Linked DNA regions of Sus scrofa: region 2 is linked to region 1. The links are chromatin contacts, called in public Hi-C maps. All regions are on one chromosome and are shown on one strand. Each heading gives the region's core, a stretch centred on a gene start, on an enhancer-like site or on the middle of the called end of the contact. The rest is flanking DNA. Distances are from core to core; before and after follow the strand shown.

Evidence for each region. Hi-C and Micro-C count contacts between places; a contact is called where the count stands out from the background.
Region 2: a contact with region 1 is called in a Hi-C map of liver, with 2.1 times the contacts expected there. The contact joins two enhancer-like sites. A contact is called at or near these places in 1 of 5 promoter capture datasets (liver) and 5 of 47 Hi-C or Micro-C datasets (epiblast stem cells, fetal heart ventricle, liver and 1 more).

What each region holds. Positions count from the first base shown.
Region 1 is chr8:72,180,474-72,187,381 of Sscrofa11.1, forward strand. The region is part of intron 2 of SHROOM3 (protein Shroom3); the gene reads left to right. Among named protein-coding and RNA genes, the nearest start is that of SHROOM3, 86 kb to the left of the region's middle. Within about 2 kb of position 2,923, at least 36 of the 83 cell types and tissues checked have an H3K27ac peak or open chromatin away from gene starts, as enhancers often do. A contact at or near this core is called in liver, where this site is marked.
Region 2 is chr8:72,261,477-72,268,384 of Sscrofa11.1, forward strand. The region is part of intron 3 of SHROOM3 (protein Shroom3); the gene reads left to right. Among named protein-coding and RNA genes, the nearest start is that of SHROOM3, 170 kb to the left of the region's middle. Within about 2 kb of position 3,390, at least 11 of the 83 cell types and tissues checked have an H3K27ac peak or open chromatin away from gene starts, as enhancers often do. A contact at or near this core is called in liver, where this site is marked.

The DNA of each region.
Region 1 (6,908 bases), core at 1,673-4,172:
TCTTGGGGATCAGTAGAGAATTGCATTTCAGGGTCAGCAACCACAGGGAGCCATGTGCAAGTCCCCACAGAACAAGGGAGGAGAACACTTTCAGACGGAAGAGGAAGTTGGGAGGCTTCACATACAAAGAGTCTTTGGCTTTTCATTGGCTGAGTCCTTGCCAGGAAAGAAAGGAGTTTTTCTCCTTCCTTTTGGGCTCCGCCATCATCTCAGAGTGCGAGAGCTCCCTCTCCTGGGCTCTGTTTAATTGAGGTTTCTGTTTCATTTTTTAACTGAAATGCACCACAGTTTTGTTTAACCACTCAGCTTTTGAGGGTTATTTTGGTTGAAGCCAGTTATGGGCTACTACAGATAAAGTTGCTGTGAGCAATTGGAGTTCCTGCTGTGGCTCAGCTGAAATGCACCTGACTAGTATCCTTGAGGTTGAATTCCTGGCCTCTGTCAGTGGGTTAAGGATCCAGCGTTGCCGTGAGCAGGTTGCCGTGAGCAGTGATATAGTTCCGAAGACGTGGCTCAGATCTCATGCTGCTGTGGCTGTGGCTGTGGCCGGCAGCTGTAGCTTGGATTCGACCCCTACCTAGCCTGGGAACCTCCATATGCTGCACCTTAGGCCCTACCAAAAGAAAAAAAAAAAAAAAAAGCTGCTGTGAACAATTGCATGTACAAGTTACTATTGGACGAAAATTTTCATTTCCCTAGGAGAGATGCCCGGGAGTGCAATTGCTGGGTCACATGGCAAGGGTATGTTTAGTTTTAAAAGAAACTCTCAGGAGTTCCCATTGTGGTTCAGTGGTTAACAAATCCGACTAGGAACCATGAGGTTGCGGGTTTGATCCCTGGCCTTGCTCAGTGGGTTAAGGATCGGGTGTTGCTGTGAGCCGTGGTATAGGTTGCAGACGAGGCTCGGATCTGGCGTGGCTGTGGCTGTGGTGTAGGTTGGCAGCTGAAGCTCTGATTTGACCCCTAGCCTGGGAACCTCGACATGCCTCAGGTGCAGCCCTAGAAAAGACAAAAAAAAAAAAAGAAAAAAGAAAGAAAAAAAGAAACTTTCACACGATTTTCCAGAGAGGCTGAAGCATTTTAAGTTCCTTGCCCCCCTGACCGGCTAAGTATGAAAGATCAAGAAGTTTCTCCAGATCCTCATCAGCATTGGCATTATTACGGTTTTTTATTTCAGTTAGCTGAATAATATTATCTCACTGCGGTCTTAATTTGCATCTCTCTACTGGTTAGTGAGGTTGAACACCTTTTCATGTGCTTATTTGCCATCCTATATCCTCTTCCTCCGCCCACTTTCCAGTTGCCCACTTTCCAGTTGAGTTGTTTGTTTTTTTTAACACAGAGTTTTGAGAGGTCTTTCAGTAGAGTTCTTCAAGGTTCTCGAATATCATTTTTCCAAGCACAGAGCCTATTCTAAAATTTAGCGCTTTCCAGCAGGGTATTGACTCTAAACACCTTTGCTTCAACATGGATGCAAGGAACCAGTCTTTTATTATTTAACGGGCATCCCCCCCATGTCGCATTTGATAACTTTTTTGTGTGTGTGTCTTTTTAGGGCCGAACTGCAGCATATGAAGGTTCCTAGGCTAGAGATTGACTTGGAGCTACAGCTGCCGGCCTACACCACAGCCATAGGAACACGGGATCCAACCCATGACTGTGACATACACCACAGCTCATGGCAATGCCGGATCCTCAACCCACTGAGCGAGGCCAAAGATCGAACGTGCATCTTTGTGGATACTAGTCAGATTCATTTCTGCTGCCCCATGAAGGGAACTCTCCCCCCATGTCACATTTGAAAAGAGTCTGCTGCCTCCTCTGATCTTTGCTGGCCATGGCCTGACTGTGTCCTACCTTTGTGCTGCCTGCATGGCAAGCAGCCTGGACCTGACTTCATTGTTGGCTTTGTGAGCTGAAACCAAGCCTTGGGAATGATGCCTCTTTTCCAGGATCCACATGCCTCTGGATGCAAAAATGAATGGATGGATGAATGAATGAATGCATGCATGCTAGTAGGTTCCTGTGTACTGCTCCTCTCTGCACCAGCCAGGTTGGGATTTGTCTGCTAGCCCCAAAGACAAAGAGTAAATGGGAAAGGGCAGAAACTAAAAAAAAATCTGACATCCTAAAGACACTGCCCTCTTTGAATCTTGTCAATCTGCAGCCACAGAAAGGAAACAGAATGTGCATTACTAAGCGAAGGAAGCCAGACAGGGAAAGACAAATCCTGCATGATATCACTTATATGTGGAATCTAAAATAGGACACACACGAACCTATGTACAAAGCAGAAGCAGATTCAGAGACAGAAAACTAATGGTCACCAAAGGGGAAAGGGTGGGGAGAGAGAAATTAGGAGTTTGGGATGAAAAGATACACACCACTCTACATAAAACAGAGAAACAACAAGGACCTACTCAGCACAGGGAACTGTGTTCAGTATCCTGTAATAACCTATAATGGAAAAGAGTCAGAAAGAATATAATCTGTATACAAAACTGAACCTCTTTGCGGTCCACCTAAAACACAACGTCCTCAATCAACTATACTTTAATCAATCAATACGTACAAAAGACGAAGGTGGGAGGGAGGCCTTGGGGAGGAAGTCTTGGGCACACCACACACCCCAGGGGACAATGGCCTTCCCTGACGCACTCTGAGCCTCTGGCAGGTTATTTTTAACTGCCACCTTGTAAAGTCAATGTTTGCCCTTTGATAAGTGTCCCGTCCAGTGGCTTGTTGTAAACTCGGCCTGGGAGGTGCCTGGAAGGGTCTAGAAGTGGTATGTGAGAGGGCAGCGGGGCGAGTGAAAGGTAACAGTCTCAGAGCCGCCAGCCCCGATCCCCGATCCCCGATCCCCACGACAGATCAAACCAGCTCGGGGCATCGCGTCCCCCCGGCTTGCATCACCTGGTCACGAGCTGCTGGCGGAATGTGTGGAATGGATTGTTCTCCCGGAGTCTGGAGTCACCCAACACCCCTGAACAATGAGCGCTCACATTCTTCGTTTTATGTAAGAGCGCATAAGGAATGTTCCAGCGGCCTGGACCAAAAGCAGGAAGCTGATGCCGCCTCCCCCTCCCCCGCTTCTCCCCCCTTCTCCCCCCTTCCCTCTCCCCCCCGCCCTCCCTCTCGTCTTGAAGGATGAAAAGCCGAGGGAGGAGGGGAAAGCGAGAGAGAGGCCTGTGGCTCCAGGCCCCTGGGAGAATGAAGTCGCAGGTCGGAGGGCAGTGCATTGAAAATTCGGAGCGCAGAACGTCCTCTGTTGCAGCCACGGCATTTCAGGGGGTTTTGGTCACACGGAACACAGAGCCCACCTCAAACTGGGTTGAACAATCCAAGAGCTGGACTGACTGCCTCGGCCCTGGAAACCCCAGAGGGTCTCAGCGTTGGTGGGACTGAGTAACTGGCCAGGCGTTTGTTCTTTGTTCTTTACCTTCAATGGTGTTAATTTCAAACTTAAGGCCTTTGCCACTTCTCCTTGTCCATCTCCAGAGAGAGGAGGTCTGTCCCCAGCACTGGCTGATACCCCTGCCCCAACTGTGACTGAGGCCTCTGATCTGAGAAATGTCATGTGCGGACTGGCTGAGGCTAGGGGTCCCTGTGGGTGGCTCGGGGCTCACTTGGAGATGCAGTCACCACAGCTGCTTCAAGGGTGCAGTGGATGCTGGACGACAATCGCCAGGCCCACTGATACACCCGCTAGAACAGTCCCTCTAATTCTTGCACTGAGGATTAAAACTCTTTTATGAGGGCATCAAACCTCTAATTCTGAAAGGTGAGATAAAATTGAAACAGTGGGAGTTCCCCGTCATGCCCCAGCAGGAACAAACCAGACTAGTATCCATAAGGATGTAGTTCCCTCCCAGGCCTCACTCAGTGGGTTAAGGATCTGGTATTGCCATGAGCTGTGGTGTAGATCGCAGACATGACTTGGATCTGGCATTGCTGCGGCTGTGGTGTAGACCAGCAGCTGCAGCTCTGACTACCCCTAGCCTGGGAACCTCCATATGCCTCGTGTGTGGCCCTAAAAAAAAAAAAAAAAAAATTGAAATAGTAACAGTGAATTTACATGAAAATGTACAGAGAGGGAGTTCCCTGGTAGTCTAGCAATTAAACATCTGGCATTGTCACTGCTATAGCTCGGTCGCTGCTGTGGCACAAGTTCCATCCGTGGCCCAGGAACTACTGCACACCATGGACATGGCCAAAAAAAAAAAAAAAAAAAAAAAATTCTGAGAGAGTAAATTTTCATTAACACAAATGTCAAGTGAGCTGAGAAGTAATTTTATTTTTCTATAATTGAATTAAATTAACTCATGAGCCCTAATTTCTACATGGTAATAGAAAACTAAATATTTCTAATTCAAGATAAATCCAATTACCTCTGGTTTAAACCCTGGTCTTTTTTAAGCATTTAAATATAACTTCTTTGGGATTTCCCAATGTGGCTCAGTGGTAACGAACCTGACTAGCATCCATGAGGATTCAGGTTCGACCCCTGGCCTCGCTCAGTGGGTTAAGAATCCTGCATTGCTGTGAGCTGCGGTGTAGATTGCAGATGCGGCTCGGATCCAGTGTTACCACATGGCTGTGGTATAAGCCAGCAGATCCAGCTCCAATTTGACCCTTATCCTGGGAATTTCCATACACTGCAGGTGTGGCTCTAAAAAGAAAAAAAAAATTTTAAAAACCCCCCAAAAAACTCTTCTCCCACCTGACTTCAAGCCCCCATCCCTACCCTCAATCTCAGCTCTTCTTCAGGAGAATTTGCCGTTGGCCATGATGGTCTGCTTTGGGAGCACTGCCTTCCCGGGAATTTTGTAGCAGCTGTAGCAGAAAGAGAAAAGGGCGTATAATACACCATGGCAGGTACCGACTCCCCGAGGGGTATGAGGGAAGATGCCTGCTAACCTGCTCTGTCCAGAAGCCATCAAGGGTGTGTTTCTGATCTGAGCATTGCTGGGGGGCACCGATTTCCCTCGTCAGTGAAGCCAGAGCAGCAGACGCTCTCTGAGGATGCCAGCATACCAGGGCAAGAGCTGTTGGGATGTGACTCTAGATGCTGGAAACCCAGTCCTTCTTGAGTAACTCTTAGTCAAGATTTTTCTTTTCCTCTCTCTCTCTCTCTTTTTTTTTTTGGTTCTTGGTGTTCTTATGGTGACCTTGACATTTAAGGGGTAGAAAACTGGTTCTTGAGACGAACCTCTTCTGGGCTGACTTTGACTTTTGACTGCTGTCCTCCCTGCCCCCCAGGGCTGATGTCCATAGCCCGCCCCTGCCCTGTGGCTGCCAGGTTCATACACAATAAGGCTATTCCTAGTCCACTGTTTCTCTCAGGCAAACCCTTGCCCCATCTCAGAGAGCAGGTGGGAGGGAAACCACGGGGAAGATACCCACGGCTCTCCTGGGCTGCTGTGATGCTGCAGGAAGCGTGGAGGTGGGGTGGAGGGTCTGTCTCAGAGGGGCTGTCTGGCTGGACCTACCCTGTGGCCATTGCTCTCTGCTCTAGCCTGCACGCTGGCCCAGGGCTCTGGGTGAGAATGTTCCCTTGCAGGATTCTTGCTGGGGAGGGAGGGCCCAAGCCCTCCTGCTCCCAGCTCTCTTGTCTCCCTGCTGCTCCCAGGGTTGGACATCAGCCATTCTCACCAAGGACTTGCTCTCTTGTTCTTTTTCTTCCAGCCCAAAAGAGTTTTTTTTTTTTTTTTTTTTAATCTCCTTTCTCAGAGTTCCCATTGTGGCTCAGTGGGTTAAGGACCTAATATGAGGATGCGGGTTCAATCCCTGGCCTAAGGATGTGGCATTGCTGCAAGCTGTGGCATAGGTCGAAGATGGGGCTCAGATCCAGTGTTGCTGTGGCTGTGGTGTAAATGGCAGCTGCAGCTCTGATTCGACCCCTAGCCTGGGAACCTCCATATTCCACAGGTGCATGGATAAAAAGAAAAAAAAAAATCCCCTTTCTCTCAAGTTTGAAGGAAGGTTTACATAATTTTCATTATTTTATTTTAAAATTATTTTTCACTTATTAAGCTCTTTTTTTTTTCTTTGTCTTTTTAGGGCCACACCTGAAGCATATGGATGTTCCCAGGCTAGCAGTCAAATTGGAGCTGTAGTTGCCAGCCTACACCATAGCCATGGCAAAACAGCAATGCTGCTTGGATCCGAGCCACATCTAGCAACTACATCACAGCTCACAGCAATGCTGGATTCTTAACCCATTGAGTGGGACCAGGAATCGAACCCGAGTCTTCATGGATACTGGTCAGGTTTGTTACCACTGAGCCTTGATGGGAACTCCTAAGCTCTTTTTATATTTGTTTGTTTTCACTTTCAATGTTGTATTAGTTTCAGGTGTACAGCAAAGTGAATCAGTCACACATATAAATATATCCATTCTTTTTTCCCATAGAGGTTATCACAAACTATTGTTTCGTTAATCATCTATTTTATACAATAGGGTGTGTATGTTATTCCCACTTCCCCAATTCTTCCCTCCTCTGCAATGGTTTCGCCTACGGTTTTTGGTTTTGAAATCTGTGAGTTTGTTTCTGATTTACAGATTGTTCTTTTGTATCCTTTTTTCAAACAGATTCCACATAGAAGTGGTGTAATTTTCATTCTTTTAAATCTCTTGGTTATGGGGTGAACCCTATGGTTAGTAGTTTTACTTCAAATCTGGACCTTGACAGCAAGCCTGTGATTGGGAACCATCTTCTTGGCTTTAGCAATGCAGCAGAACTTTCTCACAAATCCAACAGGATGAGAGACTCGAATGTATTTCTCATTGGGTTTGTTCTTGGAAGCATATTTGACACAATTTCCCCTTGGCTGGGGAAATTCTTTTGGGGTGAGTGGTGATATACAGAGATCTGATATTCACCTTTTTTTTCCAGGGATTTTCTTTT
Region 2 (6,908 bases), core at 2,140-4,639, 81 kb after region 1:
ACTCGTATTTGGTATTTTTTTATTGGAAAGCATATGTGAGGATGCTCATAAGATTGAACACGACCCTGAAGGTGATAGGGAGTTACTGAGGAATTTAAAAGGCAGATCAGGAGTGAATGAAATAATGCCATTTGTCCATCATGGATGGACCTGGAGATTATCATACTAAGCGAAGTATGTCAGAGAAAGACAAATACCATATATCACTTATATGTGGAATCTAAAAAAAAAAAAAAAATGATACGAATCAACTTATTTACAAAACAGAAATAGACTCGCAGACATACTTAAACAAACTTCTGGTTACCGAAAGGGTAAGGCAGGGGGAGGGATGGATTAGGAGTTTGGGATTAACGTATACATACTACTATATATAAAATAGAAAACCAACAAGGACCTACTGAACAGCACAGGGAGTAATAATATCTTGTGTCATTCCTTGGTGGCCTAGCTATTAAAGATCCAGCATTGGAGTTCCTGTCGTGGCTCAGCAGAAATGAATCTGACTCGCATCCATGAGGACACAGGTTCAGTCCCTGGCCTTACTTAACTGGGTTAAGGATCTGGCGTTGCCATGAGCTGTGGTGTAGGTCGCAGACACAGCTCAGATCTGGCATTGCTGTGGCTGTGGTGTAGGCCAGCAGCTACAGTTCTGCTTTGACTCCTAGCCTGGGAATCTTCATGTGCTGTGGGTGCAGCCCTAAAAGACACACAAAAAAAAAAAAAAAAAAAAAAAAATTATATATATATATCCAGCATTTTTACAGCTGTGGCTCGGGTTCTATCCCTGGCTCGGGAACTTCTGCACGCCATGGGCATGGCCAAAAAAATCTTATGATAACCAATATTAGAAAAGAATCTGAAAAGTTGTGTGTGTGTGTGTGTGTGTGTGTGTGTGTGTGTGTGTGTGTCAGTGTGTGTCAGTAAAAGGGGAGGACGTGGTGGGTTTGGTATCTGGAAGGGGAGTAGGTGGATGTGATGGCAGGAGGAGGCTGTCAGAATGACTCCCAGATTTTTCACTTTGGCAGCTCAGTAGAAGGTTTGGCTTCCTAGCAAAGGCTGATAAACCTGAGAACTTTGACACAGAGAAAGGCGTTAACTCGTGAATAACAATCAAAAGTTTGTCATGGAAGCCTGCAGTTAAGGATTAAAAGGAAGGCTTTATTAGTTGCTTTTGAGATACAGGGAAACATGGGTCTTAAGTTGTGACCCTTCAGAAAACGGCCAACTGATATTAAAGGAAATTGTTATGCCCCCTTTCAAGTACAGTAAAATTTCCTGCGGTGGATAATCGGTCTTTACCAGATAGTGCTGCCCAGCTGCAGACAGCTAGTTCCTCACCCTTCTTCTTTCTTTCAAGAGTAAAAGAGGCTTGGGTCACTGTGGAGGCTTGGGTTCAATCCCCAGCCCAGGAACCTCCACATGCCACAGGTGCGGCCATTAAAAAACAAAAACAAACAAACCACCCCCCCAAAAAAACAATTGAAAACCAACACAGCCTTGGGTCCCAGGTGCACTTTGGCTTTTGTCCGCATAATATACCTATCACTCTGGTTATCTTTCTTACATAAAAATTTTTTTAAAAGAGTAAAATGATATAAACCTAGAGTCTCCCAAACCCTCTCCCCGTTCTTTTGGAGAAAGCATTTTTTTGTTTTGCTCATGGTAGTGCACAGCTAGGGTTTTTTCTGTCTTGCTGTGCTTGTCATGATAGGATAATTGTTCAGGCTTTCAAGGTGAATTGTCCCTGGTTTGAATATCGACTTCAATTCCTTCCATCGCTTTGGGCAGGATACTTACTTTTGTGAACCTCATCTGTAAAGTGGGGGAGCTATGACCCAGCTCACAGAGCCGTCACGACGGTTAAGGGGCAATGAAAGTGAAGTGCTTGACGTGGGGCTGGCAGGTAGCATGCTGGTCACAGTGGTGCTGGTAGCAGGGGCTGTTGTTGCTCTTGTTATCAATGCCGATGTGGAGACGTTAAGAAATGATACAATGTGCTTTTGCCAACTTTGATTATTCCTTGAGCTGGCATCTGCTGGATGGCGAACATTATGCAATGCTGCCTTCTTGATGGATGGGGCCACGGGAAAGCGGTGCATGCCCCATGAATCAGAGGGAAGTTTCCATACATACCCCACTCTTTCCTGGGCACCTTGGGAGATGAGGCTGGTTATGCTGGGATAGAAAAGCATACCATTAGACTACAGAAACCGCTGAAAGAAGGCAGAGAACGATGGTCCTTTTTTTTTTCCTGCCACTCCCTCATATGCGGAAGTTCCCCAGGCAGGGATCGAAACTGTGCCACAGCATTGACGCCAGATCCTTAACCGCTAGGCCACCAGGGAACTCCCAGAACTATGGTACTCCTGGTTTTCACATGCCTGAGATGTTTTTCTAGGATACAGTCGAGCACTGAAGCTATGTTTGATATTTTATGTTTAATAATTCAATGAAGAAAATTTCTTGATAACTATTAGCGTGTGTGGTTTTATCAGCCAGTTGCACTGAAAGAGTGATTAACTTTCCTTATCAAGAAACGGTCTCGATAAGGTACTCAGTGACTGTAACCCTGGTCATTGCTCTGGAATGTCCCCGATGGTCCTGCCAGTTTTCATTGCCCATAGGTGTGATATTTTTGTAAATGCCTCCATTTAATGCTTTTGCATATTAGAAATATTTTATGGGAGTGCTCGTCATGGCTCAGCGGTAGCAAACCTGACTAGTATCCATGAGGACGTGGGTTCAATCCTTGGCCTTGTTCAGTGAGTTAAGGATCCTGCGTTGATGTGGCTCTGGTGTAGGTCTCAGCTGAGGCTTGGATCTGGCATTGCTTGGGCTGCGGTGTAGGCCGGCAGCTGCAGTTCTGATTTGACCCCTGGCCTGGGAACCTCCATATGCCTCGGGTGCGGCCCTAAAAAAAAAAAAAAAAAAAAAATTATGCTGCACTATAACTGAAAGTAAACAACTAGTGTGTTTCTACCTCACTGGTAAAAAGGGGAGTGGTGAGAACTCAGGAGAAAATATTGTTAAAGTGCCTGGGATAAGAAATACATATTTAAGCATCAAGAATCATTGTTCCTGATTGTCACTGAATCTTTGTGAAGCAACCCTGACTATCAGAATCAGAGACCAGGAAAAGTGGAAAGCCTGTTTTTTTTTTAGCACTACTCTGAAATCTATTATGCCTTTGAGGAAGAAAACTCTTTCAAGATGTTTAAAAAGAACCATCCATAATATGTTTGTTATGACAGAGAAGGCAGAAACGCTGGTGATAGTTAAATATTTAAATTATCGGTTCTCAACTGGAAGTGGGTTTGCCTTTAGCCAAGTCTGGAGATTTTTTTGGTTGTCACGCTGGGGAAGTTGTGCTACTGGTTCTATAGGGCAGAGGGCAGGTCGTCCGGTGCCCAGGACGGCCTCCACAACAAGGCATTATCTGGCCCACGTGGTGCAAGTTTGAGAAATCCTGGGTTACATAATGACTGCTGGGAGCAACAGGTGATTACTTTTCAAAACTGGACTGTCTCTTTCAGCAAGAATGTAGCCTTCCAATTGCTAAATGAAATTCTTTTCTTCTGTCTATATAGGGAAACAATTGCTAATCCTTCCTATAGGTTTAGTAGCCTGGGCTGTCTTCTTTCTGTGTAACTCTCAAATTATCCAACACTTCAGTCCAAAAAATCATCAGGCCGTGGAGTTCCCGTCGTGGCGCAGTGGTTAACGAATCCGACTAGGAGCCATGAGGTTGCGGGTTCGATCCCTGGCCTTGCTCGGTGGGTTAAGGATCCGGCGTTGCCGTGAGCTATGGCATAGGTCGCAGATGCGGCTCGGAGCCTGAGTGGCTATGCTGTGGTGTAGGCAGGTGGCTACAGCTCCGATTCGACCCCTAGCCTGGGAACTTCCATGTGCTGGAGGAGCAGCCCAAGAAATGGCAAAAAGACAAAAAAAAAAAAAATCATCAGGCCAGTTGCTTGGGAGATTGTGGGTGGGAAAAAAAGAAGCCATGACCAGATTGACTAAGTGTTCACCTTCCAACGAATGAGGTTTAGCCCTCTTTGGACACATGGCTGTCCCGTGGCCATCCAGGGAGGGGACGGAGAGAGGCTGGGTGAGGAATGCCTTCACATTTCAACACTTTCCTTCAAGGAAAGGGAAAGCCGGCCAAGGGTGAGACCATCCTGGAGCAATCACAGAACTTTCCTTTGGTTCGCTGTTCTCTGTTCTCCTTGGTTATCTTTAGTTCACAAATGACTGATTGCGTATTTTCCAACCCAACTCTGGTGAGAAGGGCTGCTCATGATACAGAAGGACCCCGTGGGTCTAAGAATAGCTAAAAGAAATCACAAAGTCCTCTAGGTAATCACATCATTTCAAAAAGAAAGAATTGAACAATGGGCTTTCTCCCCCAGATTTTATGCATTTCTGTCTTGCAAAGTGTACGGTTAATCCACATGCTGCTATGCATTTGTCTTTATTGAAAACTGTAAAATTGCATAAATTCCTGACAAATGATGGCTGCAGACCTATGTCACGCTGCATTTCCTGCATTTGTTCTGTGCTGAAAGCCTTTGCTTCATCTTTGAAAGACTACCCACTTGTACCTAGGTTGACTAGTGGAGGTAGATTGGTAAATAGTAGGCAAAAGTAAAATGAGTTACCATAAATAAACTTTAGTCAATGCTACGAAATGGTTTTTAAATTGAATCCCTCTTGGTTGCCCTGCAGGAGAGCAAATTACTTTGCACTGTGATAGCTGTGAGTACATCTTTGGATTCTTCCATGGATCTCACTGTGCAATGTGGTGTTTAGAGTTTAGAAAGAGAAGAGCCTTTTGAGCCAGACTGGCTGTGTTCAGATGCTGGCTTGTCACTGACTCCGGGACCCTGGAACTTTGGATAGATCACTTCTCTCCTCAGCTTCCTTGTCTTCCAAAAGAGGATGGGAGTGGGAGTTCCCAAAGTGGCTCAGTGGTTAATGAATCTGACTAGGAACCATGAGGTTGCGGGTTCAATCCCTGGCCTTGCTCAGTGGCTTAAGGATCTGGCGTTGGCCGTGAGCTGTGGTGTAGATCGCAGACGCGGTTCGGATCCCGAATTGCTGTGGCTGTGGCTGTGGCCGGTGGCTACAGCTCTGATGAGACCCCTAGCCTGGGAACTTCCACACGCTGTGGGTGCAGCCCTAGAAAAAGCAAAAAAGACCAAAAAAAAAAAAAAAAAAAGAGGATGGGAGTGTTTTCCCCAGAAGGTGATTGTGAGGATTAAATGGGCTAAGGCGTGTAACTAGCACAAAGTAAGTGCTCAATAACTGTTAGTTATTTTTATTGTCCTCATTGGCATTCGCATTGTTACATTGTATTTTATTATTCTGCATTTATACTAAGAGGTAGAGGGATGGAACACTGATGGCTGGGGCCCCTGCAGCTTGCCTAAATCTAATGTGGTGTAAATGGACCAGGCAGGTCTCTATCACCTCCTGTTTCTTGAGATGGCCATCTTCTAAAAACATATACTTTTAAAAATATGCTCTGGGGAGTTCCTGTTGTGGCTCAGCGGTACTGAACCCCACAGTATCCATGAGGATTCGGGTTCAATCCCTGGTCTTGATCAGTGGGTTAAGGATCTGGTGTTGCCATGAACTGTGGTGTAGGTCGCAGATTGCAGCTCGGATCTGACATTGCTGTGGCTGTGGTGTAGACTGGCAATGCTGCAGCTCCAGTTCGACCCCTAGCCTGGGACTTCCATATGCTGCAGTTGTGGCCCTAAAAAGACAATAAAATAAAATAAAATAAAAATAAAGAAAAGAAAAGCAACAAACAAAAGCATATACTTTGGAACTGACAAGGCAGAGATGTATTGACTTATGACCACATCCTCTGGCTTTTTATGCAGTATGGCCATATGAAACACTGGGCTAAGGCCAGCATCCTGGATTCCCAAACCTTAAGTGCCTCCTACTCTTCAGGTAACAGGGGCCACATACTAGAATTTGAGCTTCTGGTTGCCTTGAAAGAGGATGCTCTCAGCCCTTTTAGCCTGGGTAAGACTTGGAGGTTTGGATGATTGTGGTCTAAGGGATGTTGATATCAAATATATTCTGGCTCTATTTTTGCCAAGTTGCCGACATGTTGTATTTATTGTCCCGAAAGGATCAAAATGCTGTGCAGTAACAGGTGGAGATGATTTCATAGCTTTGGTTTTTCCATTTATTTCCTAGAAACAGATCTCATTTGTTCTCCTAAGTAAAGACATACAGTTGCCTTTAAGCTTAACTACATCCTGTAGGTATGTACTTCCTTCTTAGCATGGCATCTAAGTCGCCTGCATGTTATTCCAGTAAATAAAGGCACTTGATCAAAACGATCTCTCGAAAGTCTAAGTTTTCTTCTTTAAATGGTAACACAAGAACCATCCAGCTAAGGAATGCCTTGAAAATATTAGAAACCATTGTTTCTCGAGGCTTAATGTTAGTAATTTTCAGATAGTGTCTGAAACTTGAAATCATAACCCCCTCCAGCAGCAGTGAGAAGGGAGAAGAGTAAGGATGTAGAAACACTAAAATTGTACGTTTTATAAGACAAAGGTGATAGTGCATTTCAAATCAGAGATCTGAGAGTTATATTCTATTCATTCTAGATTGAATTTTGAATAAATGACTAATTACTTGAATGTGTAAAGCTAAGGATTTACTCATCTTTATATTTAAAATATGAACTAGAGGAGTTCCCTTCATGGTGCAGTGGTTAACGAATCTGACTAGGAACCATGAGGTTGCGTGTTCAATCCCTGGCCTTGCTCGGTGGGTTAAGGATCCGGCGTTGCTGTGAGCTGTGGTGTAGGTTGCAGATGCGGCTTGTATCTGGCGTTGCTGTGGCCAGCAGCAACAGCTCTGATTAGACCCCTAGCCTG